Regions from separate parts of the Muntiacus reevesi genome. Here region 1 is linked to region 2. The links are chromatin contacts, called in public Hi-C maps. All regions are on one chromosome and are shown on one strand. Each heading gives the region's core, a stretch centred on a gene start, on an enhancer-like site or on the middle of the called end of the contact. The rest is flanking DNA. Distances are from core to core; before and after follow the strand shown. Region 1 holds the start of ARF1 (ADP ribosylation factor 1). Region 2 holds the start of RNF187 (ring finger protein 187).

The links. Hi-C and Micro-C count contacts between places; a contact is called where the count stands out from the background.
Region 1: a Hi-C map of blood shows a contact between it and region 2, with 8 times the contacts expected there. The contact joins the promoter of ARF1 here to the promoter of RNF187 in region 2. A contact is called at or near these places in 2 of 3 Hi-C or Micro-C datasets (blood and muscle).

What each region holds. Positions count from the first base shown.
Region 1 is chr1:181,912,882-181,919,011 of mMunRee1.1, forward strand. ARF1 (ADP ribosylation factor 1) reads right to left here and starts at 1,524. Exons shown (of 5, transcript XM_065917305.1): 1 at 1,372-1,524.
Region 2 is chr1:181,467,120-181,473,992 of mMunRee1.1, forward strand. RNF187 (ring finger protein 187) reads right to left here and starts at 2,723. Exons shown (of 6, transcript XM_065915341.1): 1 at 2,624-2,723; 2 at 864-982. The coding sequence starts at 2,723.

The DNA of each region.
Region 1 (6,130 bases), core at 274-2,773, 440 kb after region 2:
TTACTCATAATTTTGGACTCAGCAACACCATGCATCCAAAGTTCTTCCAGTTTTGGCTACTCATGATGGTTTCTGAAAACTCCCAAGGACATAGCACACGCCATGGCATCTCACACTCCTTCAGACACTCTGCCAAAAACGCAGGAGCAACCATGCAAACAGCCAGCAGGGGAAAAAAAAAAAAACGCTGACCACTAGTTCTGAAACAAGAACAAGAGCTGACCACTCCAACACCAACTACATCAGTTACGACTACAACTACACAGTTCTCAACAGTGACTTCCGGGGCCACCCAAAGCGTTTGAATTGCCCGTCTCCTGCCAGTGATTTCTTGTGCAATTTCGCTAGATTTCGCTAGAAACAGCAACTTGGTGTTCTGTTGAGCGCTGAAAAGTGCTCAACTGGTTAGCTAATATTTAAGTACTCTGAAATTAATTGCCAAGCCTTATTAACAAAGCTACTGTTTTACCGTCCGTAACTGTTTAGACTGGAAAGCGTTAGGACGCTCTGCTAGGGAGGCTGCCTCAACTCTGCCAGGTCGCGTTCTATAGGTAGGTTAAAGATTCACCAGCTCGGAAGTGCATTCTAATCCATGTCAAAAGCACCCAGGAAGCAATCCCGGGGTTGCAGCAATCTTGGATAAAGGGGCCCTACAAAGCCATAGACGCGTCCATCGAGGGCTTCCTTGGCCATAGGCGCTCCTACTCAGACCCAAGCGCAACAGCACGCGCCTAGGAACCCGGGGCTCCGCCCGGCCTCGCCGGCTCTGTCCTCAGAATAAACAGGAACTGGGCTCAAACCCTGGCCATCGTGTGACCTTGGCCGTGTCCCGGGCTGCGGGCCTCAGTTTCCTGGTCCTTGCGACCCCGAGACTGGAGGCCTTGGAGGCGGAGCAAAAGCGGGGCTTCCTGGAGAGTCCGCGTTGCGGGCCGGACTTCCGGGAGCCCGCCCCGGCCACTCTGGGGGGCTTGGTAAGAGGGTGGCCAGATAGACCCCCTCCCCGGCCCCGACTCAGCCCCCGCCCCAGCTCGGCCCCGACTCGACCCCCATCCCAGCCTAGACCCCTGGCCCCGCATTCCGCACCCACCCTGCCCCGCCCCGCCCCGGTCCCCAGCCCAGCCCGAACCCCCAACCTGGCCTAGACTCGCCTCAACCCCCGGCCTCTATTCGACCCTGGGCCCGCCGGGCCTTGGCTCTCCGCCTCGACTCCTCGCCTCGGCCCCCGGCCCGGCCTCACGTCGGCTCTCACCTCGCCCCTCGCCAGGCCTGGCCTCACCTCGGCCCCTGTCTCGGCCCTCACCGCCCCGGCTCAGCCTCGCGCCGGGCCTCAACTCGGCCCCCGCCCCCGCCTCGGCCCCAGCCCAGCCTCACCCTCGGAGGCCGCGGCGCAGATGCTGCTCGGAGGCAGGCGTTGGTTTCGCTCCCACAAGATGGCGGCTCTGACGGCGGCCACGTCAGTGCCTGCTGCCGCGGGGGACGCTGGGGAACGGGGCAGTCCCCCCCGCGGTCCCACCCACTCTCCCTTTGCGGTGCGCACGCGCAGACTCTGTGCGGGAGGTAGGGACAGGACCTTGGGTAGGCGCGGGGCTCAGGGAGGACGCCTCGTTCACCGCTGCGCTTGCGCGCGCCCCCCGCGTCCCCAGCGCGCCCAGCGCAGGCAGAGTCCGGCTGCGCCTGCGCGCGACAGTCGGTAATCTGCCCGGGGGTGAGTTCTCAAGCCCATTTGGCAGATGCAGAGACTGAGTCTCAGGCGGGCTCTGTGGTCCCGGGGCGGCCGTTCTGGATGCCAGCTCCCCTCTCCAGCCTCAGCCCCGGTGACCGCAGGGACCCACGCTGTCCTCTGCGCGGTCGTGGAGCGACCTGGAGAAGCAAGAGTCAAGATCAAATGGAGAAGACCTCTAGTAGCACGGGTGGAGCAAGTAGCCAAAGCTGGGCAGGGAACAGTGCTGCCCTGGGGTGCCACCTAAGCGGGATCCAGGTGACACAGGAGAGCCCCACCTCTGGGAAGCCTCCCTAAGCTGATCAGAAGGGAGAGGGGGCCTGTTGTCGTTCCTCTCCATGTTCTCCAGGCTCGGGCCTTACTGTGGCCCCCTACTTGGGAACTCAGAGTGGCCTGCCGACCCGAGCCCCCCCCCGCCCTCCCCCCGTACCATCGCTCCGCTCCTGTGCTACTTGAACACTCTCCTGTACTATCCTCCAGCTGCTGGGATGGGTCCCCCAATCAAGAGGCATAGGTGGGATTGCTGGGCAGCCTTCACTTGGTATCTTGCATGTTGTGGAGAGCACAAAGCAGGTCATTACCTGGGCCTTGGTCCAGGGGCCTGCCTGGCAGACAAGACATGTGTTGTGGAGCATGCCGGCAGCCTCCTGTCACCTCTCTCCTGTCCCACCCCCCCCCCCCCCCCCACCTACCCACTCCTCTTGGGGCCTCCGTTTTCTGCTGGGGTGGCTGGGACCTCACCAGCCCTCCCTGGGGCTGCCCACCACCCCCAGGCAGCCCTCCTGCACCAAACACTGATGACCTCCTCTTCCGAGAGGCTGAGGGCCCTCAATCTTGTGAGCCAGATTCTTGTTTTGAGCCCCAGCCTCCCCCAGACCTCATCATTTATGGAAGATCTAGTGTGTGCTCTGCACCTCAACTTCTGCCACCCGCCCCCCATTGCTATAAACACATCACAATGCTCACTCAACGTTCCCTCAGGGTTTTGTATCTCCAGAGAGGGGCACAGAACCTTCTGGTGGTACCGGCTCTCTTCCCTAGAGAACTGACCCACAGCTGAATGCCTGTAAATGATTGTGTCCTCAGGAATGTCCTTAAATAGACAGGAAGGAGCATGTCAAAGATACATACACAGTTTTAAAAAATAAGGTGGATTCCTCTGTAAACCCCAGGTTACTGAATTTACCTGCTTCCTGATTCTTTTCTCCTGGTCTGGCCCCCTCCTTGGGAAAAGAGGGTGTCTTCAGACCAGACAGGTATGGGGGCCCAGGGTGGGCACATCAGGGGAAGGATCCCTGCCCCAAGCAGGAGACGTTAGAGAGTCAGGAGGTACTAGGCAATTGCCTTGGGAAAATGAGGCCTTAATGCCCACCAGGATCTCCCTGTCCCCTTTCCAGGGATGGAAAAGCTGTGTACCTGCCCAGCTTTGGCCAGGAGAGGGCAGAATGAGCCGACTAGAGTGCCTGCCAGCATCCATGGCCACATCCACTGTCAGGTTCAAAGCCCTCAGCCCAGATCCTCACCTTCAGCTTTACCTAGAGTGGAAGTCTGGGGCTAAGTTCCTCCCCTCTGGGGGTGGGGGGTGGGGGGTGCGCCTGAGTCCAGAGACAAGATCAGACACAGGGATGCTAAACCCTAGGAAGGGTGGTTAGAGGAACAGAAGTACCAGAAAGAGCAAAGGGGCCAAGGCAGGAGGGAGAGGGAATATGAGTACACCCTCTAAGACCCCCAGCCTGGTAAGTACTTCATGCAGCTTCTATGTGTGGCATCTGTGAGGTGGGCAACATTTGTGCCAGCCTACTGGCAGTCAGAGAGGTTGCAAGCCCACCCAAGCTCACACAGTTTGAATTGAGCCCCTGGATCTCGGATCCTAGCATGTTTGTTGCCAGCATCTCTTCCTCTGTCCCTTCCCTGCCTCTGAAGACATTGGAGCTTCAGTGCTTCTGTAGGCTGCAACATTATCTTGGATTCCTCCAGTGATGGGGAGCTCAGTACTTATTAAGGCACTCAACACCCAGGACCTAGTTGCAGAACTGTATCCTCTTAAACTTCTCGAGATGGTGAGCAGATTGGAGTGTCTCTGCCTGCTTGCCCTCCCCTGGTGAGCTGGCCTCTAAAGAACCCCTGAGCCCAGAGGGGACCCTGAGACAGGTTTCTGTCCCAGATACGGGTGGGATGTGAAGAGGACCCAACCCTTCCCTCTGCTCAGCTCAGAGCCCTTCTTCTCTAGGACCCGCCCTCAAAGCCCTCTCTCCTGCGTGTTCCTCCTGGTGCAGGCTTCAGGGATTATTACAGCTGTTCTGGTGGTGTGGGTCCTGGGACGGCACCTGCATGCCCTCCATGCCCATGCCCATCCCCAGGCCATTCTGCCCCTTGTCCTGGGCCTGGGTTGGAGTCTGGGGACAGCTAGGTATGTCGGAAGCCTGTGTTTGGCGTGGGGGTGTGCCCACCGAGAGCCGCATGGCAGTCAAGAGTCAGTGGGAGGACCATGGCCCAGTTCCATGCCTGTGAGTGGACTGACTCTGGGGCCTCTCTCACCTTGAGACTCTTTGAGCATACCCACTCCTGCCTCAGTGTCCCCGTATCATGCAGGCTCCTCCCTTCCCTGCATCCTCTCTCTGGCCCAGCTCACAGGAACAGCCCAGGACCATTCCCTACCCAGGGCTTTTCACCCCTTTCCTGGGCACTATCTGGGAATGTGCAATTCTTGAACACTCATGTCAGCTCTCCTGTGCATGCCAGTGCTCTCTAGAAGGCCAGCTTCACTAGGAAAGATGTTTCTTACCTGGTTCTTGGTCTCACTTCATGCCTGGGCAGACAATAGGTAAGGCGAGTCCAGGGAGTGCTTCTCAGTGAGCTTTGCACTGGGATGCCAAAAAGCACGCCTTTGTTTTTAGGACCCTCTGACTGGTATTTGCCATCCCCTCCCATTTTGAATATAGGTGACATTGCCAAATAGTGGTATGCACTGGACCTATGATGTTGTTAGCAACAGAAACCTCAAGACAATTATATGTCTTGTCATGGCTGTTGCAGGAACCATGAAATCTTGTTTCTGTTCCCTGCTCAACTGAAATTACAGAGGTTGTCAGCCTGCAGCTAGCTTTTTCATCTCTGGTGCTGGGAACTGAGGCTGACAGAAATGACAGTGCTGCATTCCGTGCCCCCTTCTGCACAATGCTTCATTTCCACGTCTTCCAGCATTATGGAGCTGAACGCAGTCAGAAGGACACACTGGATGTATGCAGTCTGGAAAGTGGTAACTGCACTCAGTACATTTTGGAAACCATCATTCTCATCGAGGTAACAGAAACCTGTTGCCCCTGAAGTCACATGCCATGAAAATCTTAAAACTTTTGATAACTGGATCTATTTCTGATGGTGCATCATTTATGTCAGGTAGTAATAAAACCGTATTCTGAGAAGGAGCTCATGGACTTCCCTAGTCTGCTAGGGGGTCCCTAGTGCCCACATAACCTCCCTGCTCTAACTTCTAGATGAGGTCAGTAGGGGAGGGAGAGAGGCCCCACTTGGGGATGGCATGTGGCAAGCTGCCAGGCAGGGGACCAGCAGAGATATTTGACATGGAATTTGAGGGACAGGAAGACCCCAGTGACTCAGGCACTTTCCGTGGTGGTCCCTGCAGTATGGCTGGAGGCCAGGAAGTCAGCAGGAGGAGATCATCAGGATCAGGCTGACCAGGGTGTGGAGCCATGGCACTCAGCAAGTTGATGGGTAGGGGAGGGTGGGAGGAGGGGTAGGCCCTCATGGGTCTGGGCACAGATTGTATCACAGATTGTGAGCGGGCCTGCAGTCTTCGTCGCCACCGGGACCAAGCTGTTCTCTTGGGGCTCACCCCCAGGTTTGAGAGGGCTGGTGTCTGTTCCTCTCTCTGGGGGGGCCCTTCTCCCCCTTTCAACCCCCAGAGGACAGCAGGAAGGAGGGACCCAACCTGTCTTGGGAGGCATCTGATGAATTCAGGGTTTCAGAAACCCTGGGAAAGGGAAAAGTTTGTTGGTCCCTGCCCTATCTGTGGACTGGTGACAAGTTCCACAAGCCCTAGTGGCTTAAAATGACAGTCCTTATATAGGCAATCTCCTTGGGGTTTAGGACCTAGGAGCATCTTGGTGACATGCACTGGCACCAGGATTGCATGTGGTGCAGCCAAATAGCGGTAGTACCTGGGTTTACCCCATGGGATTTTCAGGGGGTAGAATGGTATCCCCCCAAAGTCATATCTGTCCAGAATCTCAGAATGGGGTCTTGTCTAGAAATGGTGTCTTTGCAGTTGTAATTAATTGAGAATCTTGAGGTGAGATGACTCTGGATTAGGGCCCTAGATTCAATGACAAGTGTTGTTAAAGGTGATTTGAGACACAGATGCCAGAAGGTGGCCGCCTGACCACAGAG
Region 2 (6,873 bases), core at 1,473-3,972:
AATAACTGAATATTGTACTATACACTTAAAATCTATTAAGAGTAAGCTCATGTGTTTTTTACCAAAATAAATAAAATTTCAAATTTCTTCCTGGATTTTTTAAATTACTCAAACCCGTCCTTCCTTAAATAAGTCAAATGAATAACTACTGCCTTATCCCACAGAGCTCTTAAATCTAGAATAAAAAATAAATGGGCCAGTTTGCATCAGCTCAAGTAAATACTAATATAATACCTTAATAAAGTGGCACAGGTAAATTTTCTAGGAAATGAAATCCATTTCGTCTTGATGAGTCAGGACCAAAAGTGACAAAGTAATTTGAACCATAGGACTGAAAATGGAGGTGGCATATTCCTTGGCTCCTCATCTCAGCCTGCTTGGATTGTTATAATACCATAGACTAGGTGGATTAAAAGCAACAGATATTTATTTTTCATAATTCTGGAGGCTGGTAGGACTTACTTGGTGTTCCAGCATAGGACTCTGGGAAGAACGCTGGACCAGAACCTAAGGGTGTTAGACAACACCAAAGGAAGGCGAGCTTGGGGTCTCGGCTCACCTCGAAGGAGTCTCCTGGTCCTGGTTGTGAGCTCTTTGCCCTGTCCAGACCCGTGACTGACGATTTCCAAGCCCAACCCACCATCGCACCCCGCTCCCCGTCCCCCCCCCCAACTCCTCTTCCCAGAGGTGTGGGGAGAACTCAGACGCTCCCAAAATTCTGGACGCCACCCCCTTGACAAGACAACGAAAGAAAAACCGAGGGCACTCAGAAAAGCCCCACAAGTCATGCCAAGGCGGGTGGCCTGAGAACAGCTGTGGCGTGGCCAGCCTCCCCGTCTCAGGACGGCTCTGCGCGGAGGCACCTCGAGGTGAGGGTCGGCCCCCGCAGAGTCGCTCCAGGCTGGCCTGGCGCTGGGATCCAGCGCGAAGGGGCTTCCTGGACACAGAGAGTAGCGCGCAGAAGGGCAGCCGGGCTCGGAATCTGCAGCAGTGCAACGAGGCGGGATAGAGGGGCCCGCGGACAAAGGACTGCAAGGGAGCTGGAGTGGAGCTCCATGGCGCAGGAGTGCCGCAGTGCCAGGACGCAAGCGGGTGGCAAGCGGCGCGGGCTGCGTACAGGCGCAGGTGGAGTGGAGGCTGGGGCCGGGTGGGGAACTTTCCCTGCCGTGTCTGCCCCCCAGTACAGCCGCGCGACTGCCGGGGCAGGAGCCAAGTGAGCAGCCGCCTCCGCTATTTCCCCAAAAGGGCCCATGTGGATTGGTTCAAACTCACCTCCTTCTCCCCTCACGACAAGGGCTTCCTTGGTGGCTCAGCTGGTGAAGAATCCGCCCGCAATGCGGGAGACCTGGGTTCGATCCCTGGGTTGGGAAAATTCCCCTGGAGAAAGGAAAGGCTACCCACTCCAGTATTCTGGCCTAGAGAATTCCATGGACTCTCTAATCCACGGGGTCGCAAAGAGCTGGACACGACTGAGCGACTTTCACTCTCACTCACCACAAACGTATTGGCTAAGGCCCCTCTTTGAGCTTTCCAATGCTTTCCCTTATTCCAGCACTTCTGCAGCGTCCTTCAATTTAGTGTCTGAGTTTGGAATTTCTTGTATTTTGTGCACATTTGTGCCTTAATGTTTTCACCAGTATGCACACAGGAAGGCTGCTGCTTTGTGGAGGGAGGGGGTTGGGTGAGGAGGGCTTTGGACAAAACCACCATGGTGAGGCTGGGTGTCCACTGGGTACGCCAAGGGTGAGGCACCTTTCCTTAACCTCCACTCCGCCCATCTCCCAGAACCCTTCTTAAACCCCTCAGCCCCCAACTTTTCCTCCCGAAAAACCCATCACTCCCATCCCTTCTGCCGGGCTCCTGGCCTCCTCTGGACACTTCTCCCCCAGCAGCCCCCAACGACCCCGCTCTACAGCCCTCCTCGCCCAACTCCCAGCTCTCCCTTCCCAGGTCCAGACTACATCTCCTGAAAATACCAAAAATGTAAAATTTATCAATAAAATATAGAAAATTATTGCCATAAATCTCAAGTCTTGTGTTTTCTGTATTTCCTCAATACTGCTGGGAGCTGCTGGATTCAGTTTCAACACATCTTATGACCTTGAAATTAACGTAGTCAGATGGGGGTAGGAGAAAAACACGGTGTATATATGGGGCAGGGGGTGGCATTCCCCTGGAAGAACAATCAGAACCGTCCTTGAACCACAGCTTCACACGGGTTTTAGGGAGGGGGACTGGGTGCTTTCCATCCCACTGACCCCAGCCTTGCCTCTGACGCCTTCTGGTCCACCCTGGTGTGACTGTCTCAGCTCAGAAGTCGGTGGGTGAGCATGTCCTGCCTCTGTGTGTCTGCATGGGTGCTGAAATGGAAATAAGTCCACAAGCTGTCCGTCCGTTGCTGCTTCAGATTCCATTTCTCGGTCCTCTTTCACTTCTGCAGCTGTGATTTCTGTCCTTCACTCACACCTGGCTCTGGGATTAGATTGCAGCCCTACTCTTCTAATTTGCTGAAATAAAATGGGCACAGAAGTCGCTTGGCCAATACGGGCGTTTGGAAAAGACTTCAGGAAGCGACCCCAGTCATCTTGCAAACAATGCGGGCCAGCAGCTCTGCCTATCTCACGTCCTAGGCGGGCGGGCAGTTTGATGGGCTCCGGATGCCAGCGCTGCAGTGGGAAAGGCACGGGAGACTGGGATCCCCAACTCCGTGCCACGAAGGGCATCCCTCGGTGGTAGCAGGATGGTTTTTGTCCGCAGGGTGTCCGCTGGAAGCCAAGCGGCAGGACAAAGGCTGTCTGAGCCGTCTTTTACTTCTTCGCAATCCAGCAAGCATTGCGTGAAGTTTACCATTTCTGAGCAAAGCTCCACAGCACACCCTGGGATTTCCACCACCTCCTTTCCTGCAGCAAGCAACTGTAAACAATTAAAACTTTTCCTCAGATAACCTTTGTGCTGTCTTTTCTTTACCTGCAGGATGCTCTCTCTGCAGAATCTGCCTCCCTCCCCGTAGGCTCTGTGTTAACAGCAAGTAACTAGCGATCTGGAAAGAAGCAACATTCATTGAGGGAGGGGGAGAAAACAAAAACAAAAACAACTATGTGTTTGTCATTGCATTGTTTGAGTTGTATGAAATGCTTGTTTGTGACAATTTTAAAATGATTTGGCTTCTTCTTGAGTGAGGAGACAGCTTACTGCACATTCACCTAGGAGGAAAGGATAGTTTCATTCATGTATCACAAAAATCCGGGAGGATAAAACTGTGCTCATTTCAAGCATGCAACCCTTTATTCAATGTATTTATGCAATCTAGGCACTGTACTCTAGAAATTATAAGTGGGAGGTGTTTATTTGGGAGGAGGTGCTTCTTTGAGGGGAGAGGTTAAAAATTATCCAACCCCCCTTTTAAACTACTTTTACAGGCTATTCCCAAGCATTGTCTGTCCCTGGTGGTTAAGCTGGAGACCCTCTTTCTTTGCTTTTCTTTCTTTTTCTGCTTCTTTCTTTGCCTTTCTCTCCCCTCTCACTGTCTCTTTCCTTCCTTCAGTCACTTTTTCACTCTTTTTCAAACAATTCATGAGCGTTTGTTTTCGTTTCTTTGGCTGTGCTGGGTCTCTGTTGCTGCAAGTGTTTTCTCTAGCTGCCATGGGTGGGGGAGTCACCCTTCAGATGGGTGGGCTTCCCATTGAGCGGGCTTCTCTTGTTGCAGAGCACAGGCTCTAACACACAGGGATTTCAGCAGTGTGGTGCGTGGGCTTAACAGTTGAGGCTTCTGAGTTCAACAGCTGTGGTTCCCTGGTTCTAGAGCACAGGCTCAATACTGTGGCACACGGGCTTTGTTACTCCTCGGCATGTGGGATCCTTCCAGATCAGGGGTCAAACCATGTCTCCTAAATTGGCAAGCAGGCTCTTTACCACTGAGTCACCAGGGAAACCCTCTTTCTTTCTTTCCTTCCTTCCTTATATCTGGAAAGCCTCACGCCTGCACTATAGGGTTCCATCTGTCAATACAAAATATTGTTCTTGATACTGAAGACTGTCCCTTGTCCATCTGGGCTGCTATGACAGAATACCACAAACTGGGGAGCTTAAACAACAGAGTATAAGCTGGGAATAGAGATCAGGGTGCCAGTGTGGGTGGGTTCTGGTGAGGACCTCTTCTAGATTCCAGGTGACTGCCCTCTTTTTGGGTACTGACCTAGAAGAGAGAAAGAAGAGATGATTTTCTCCGCCAGATGCCTGGGATAAATTCTTTCACTACTGAGTGTTCTGGACATATCCCGGAATATGCCGCACTTGTCATACTGATTATTTGGGACTGAAATCAGCTAAGAAACAGCAAACACTGTGAGAAACTTTCTCTGAACTCCCCCAACTGCCTAAAAACAGTTCCTTCAAAATGAACTTAACTGTCATCAATTCCCTCCTGAGAGTTTCATCAGCAGAGGAAGACTGATTCATCAGAGACAGGAGACTAGATGTCAATGCCACACCCAGACAGACTGTCACAAACTATCATACCTCCTGTCTAGTCTCCTAAGGGCCTGTTGTCTTTCCTAATATCATTTACTCTCCTCTATGAGAACTACTTCTCCCCTTCTCCTACTAAGGTGGTATATAAACTCTCAAATCTCATTGCTTCTGGGGTTATTCACTTTTTTCCCCTGCAATAATAATTCACTTTTTCCATGCACATAGTATTTAAAAATGAATAAATTTGCATAACTTGTCTCCTGTTACTCTGCCTGTTATCAGTTTATTCATAAATATACCTACTGAACCCAAGAGGGTAGAAGGAAAAGTTTTTTCTCTGTAACATTACAAATGTATTAACAGTTTCAATAACTACCACCAGTGAGTCTTAACTGAGACAGAAAGACCTGCTTAGAACAGTGAGTTTTAAGAATAAAAGATAACTTTCATTCTGAGAAATCTACACCAACTAGACCTACAGGCAAAACAACAGAGATTTTTGTTTGAGTGTACTGCCGGTGCAAGATCAAGCTTCAATCCTTTTTCAAGGGTGAGACCAATCATTTGTATACATTGGTCATTAAGTCTCTGGTATAAAAAAAATAATGGTAAAACAGTTTGACTAAGTGATCTAGAAGCAAGCATTTGTCTATTTTATAAATGTGTCTTGTATTCAGAAACTATTTTTAAAAAGTTGAATTGGATTGGGAATGTGAAATTGAGTGAAATTTCATCTGCAGTTCTTTCAGCTTTCTACTGCAGTAGAAATTTTAAGATATCTTATTGGTGTTTTTCCCTGGAAATTTAAACACAGGGCAATGCATTTTAATATTTTTCCTAAATATATATATTATTTCCTCTTCAACATGATACATATGTATATATTATATATATATATATATATATATATCTCATGTGTATTATTTCCTCTTCAAAATGAAATTCCACATCCAGAGCCAAAACAACCTAGGTGTGGTTAGCACAAAGCTTGGTACTGCTGACCTAATTTCCAGGGCTAGTTGTCTCATCAGCTGTTTCACTTGAGAAGTGTTTTGTTTTTTTTCTGCCTTTTGCAGTCCCAACTGCAAAATGGAGTTGATAATACTGCATATGTGGAAAGGATGTTATGAGCACTAAGTTGAATTAAGCATTCATTAAGTGGATTCCCTGGTGGCTCAGACAGTAAAGAATCTGCCTGCAATGTGGGAGACACAGGAGATGCAGGTTTCATCCCTGGGTTGGAAGACCACCTGGAGAAGGGAATGGCTACCCACTCCAGTACTCTTGCCTGGAGAAATCCATGGACAGAGGAGCCTGGTGGGCTATAGTCCATGGGGTTGCAAAGAGTCAGACAGGACTGAGCAACACTTTCATTTTCACTACCAATTGATAACAATGAGCTCTCTAGAAATGTTTAAGTAAACTACAGATTTTTTAAATAAACAGACAAAATAGTTAATACTGAGCACATCCAAAGCAGCTCAGCTCACAGACTTGCAGGTACGGGACACTGCCTCACCCCACAGACTTATTCATTCAACAAACACTGGTTGAATCTCCACTATGTGCCAAGCTCTATATTCCACCTTAGAGATTGAGAAGTGAAGGACACATCTCTTGCCCTGGAGTTTACAGGGCAAGTCCATGTAGTCCATGGACTAGCAGACAAGAGAAAGGCTTATGCTCCATATTTATGTGATGTAGTTCCCCTGGCACAGAGGGAGCTCAGCTGAGGCATGCATCTCTGGCTGTGGCTGGATCTCTTCTGAGGACAGGATGAAAGGGAACCAACAGCACTTGAGCACTAAATATATAACCACATCCTGCCATCTGCCTGACACACATTCACTCACAGCAATCCCATTAAGTAGGCATCCATAGCCTCACTTCACTTGAGGAAGTAGAGGGGCAGAGATGGTAAATTATTAGCCCCAGACAGGGAGCTAAGCACAGGCTATCTGAAGAATGTCCCCCTGGCATCTCTCCTCCACTTTCTTAATACCCAAACTTTCTAAGACAAATATTATCCCATTTAGGTTTCTTCGAACTCATATCTTGAAAGCACCTTGCTTACTGCTCTGAACTCAGTGAGTCACTCTGTCTTTTGTGGGTGCTGTTAAGCTTCCTCGTCTGTTTGGATAATGCACTGAAGGGCTAAAGTTGCCCGGTAAATGACCTCCACACCAGCGCTGGGAAACTGATGTGCGTAGGAATCTGCTTAAAATGCAGATTCAGGCTCAGTACACTTCAGGTGGGGCCCAAGCATGGGCGCTTCTAACGGTGTTCTCCAGGCATTATGTGACACAACTGAGAAATGTGAATTCATAAGCCCTTCTATCTTGGGAGTCAATATAATAGGGGAGCTTAATCTTCTGTATATAGGAATTAATTTAATAGGAGTCA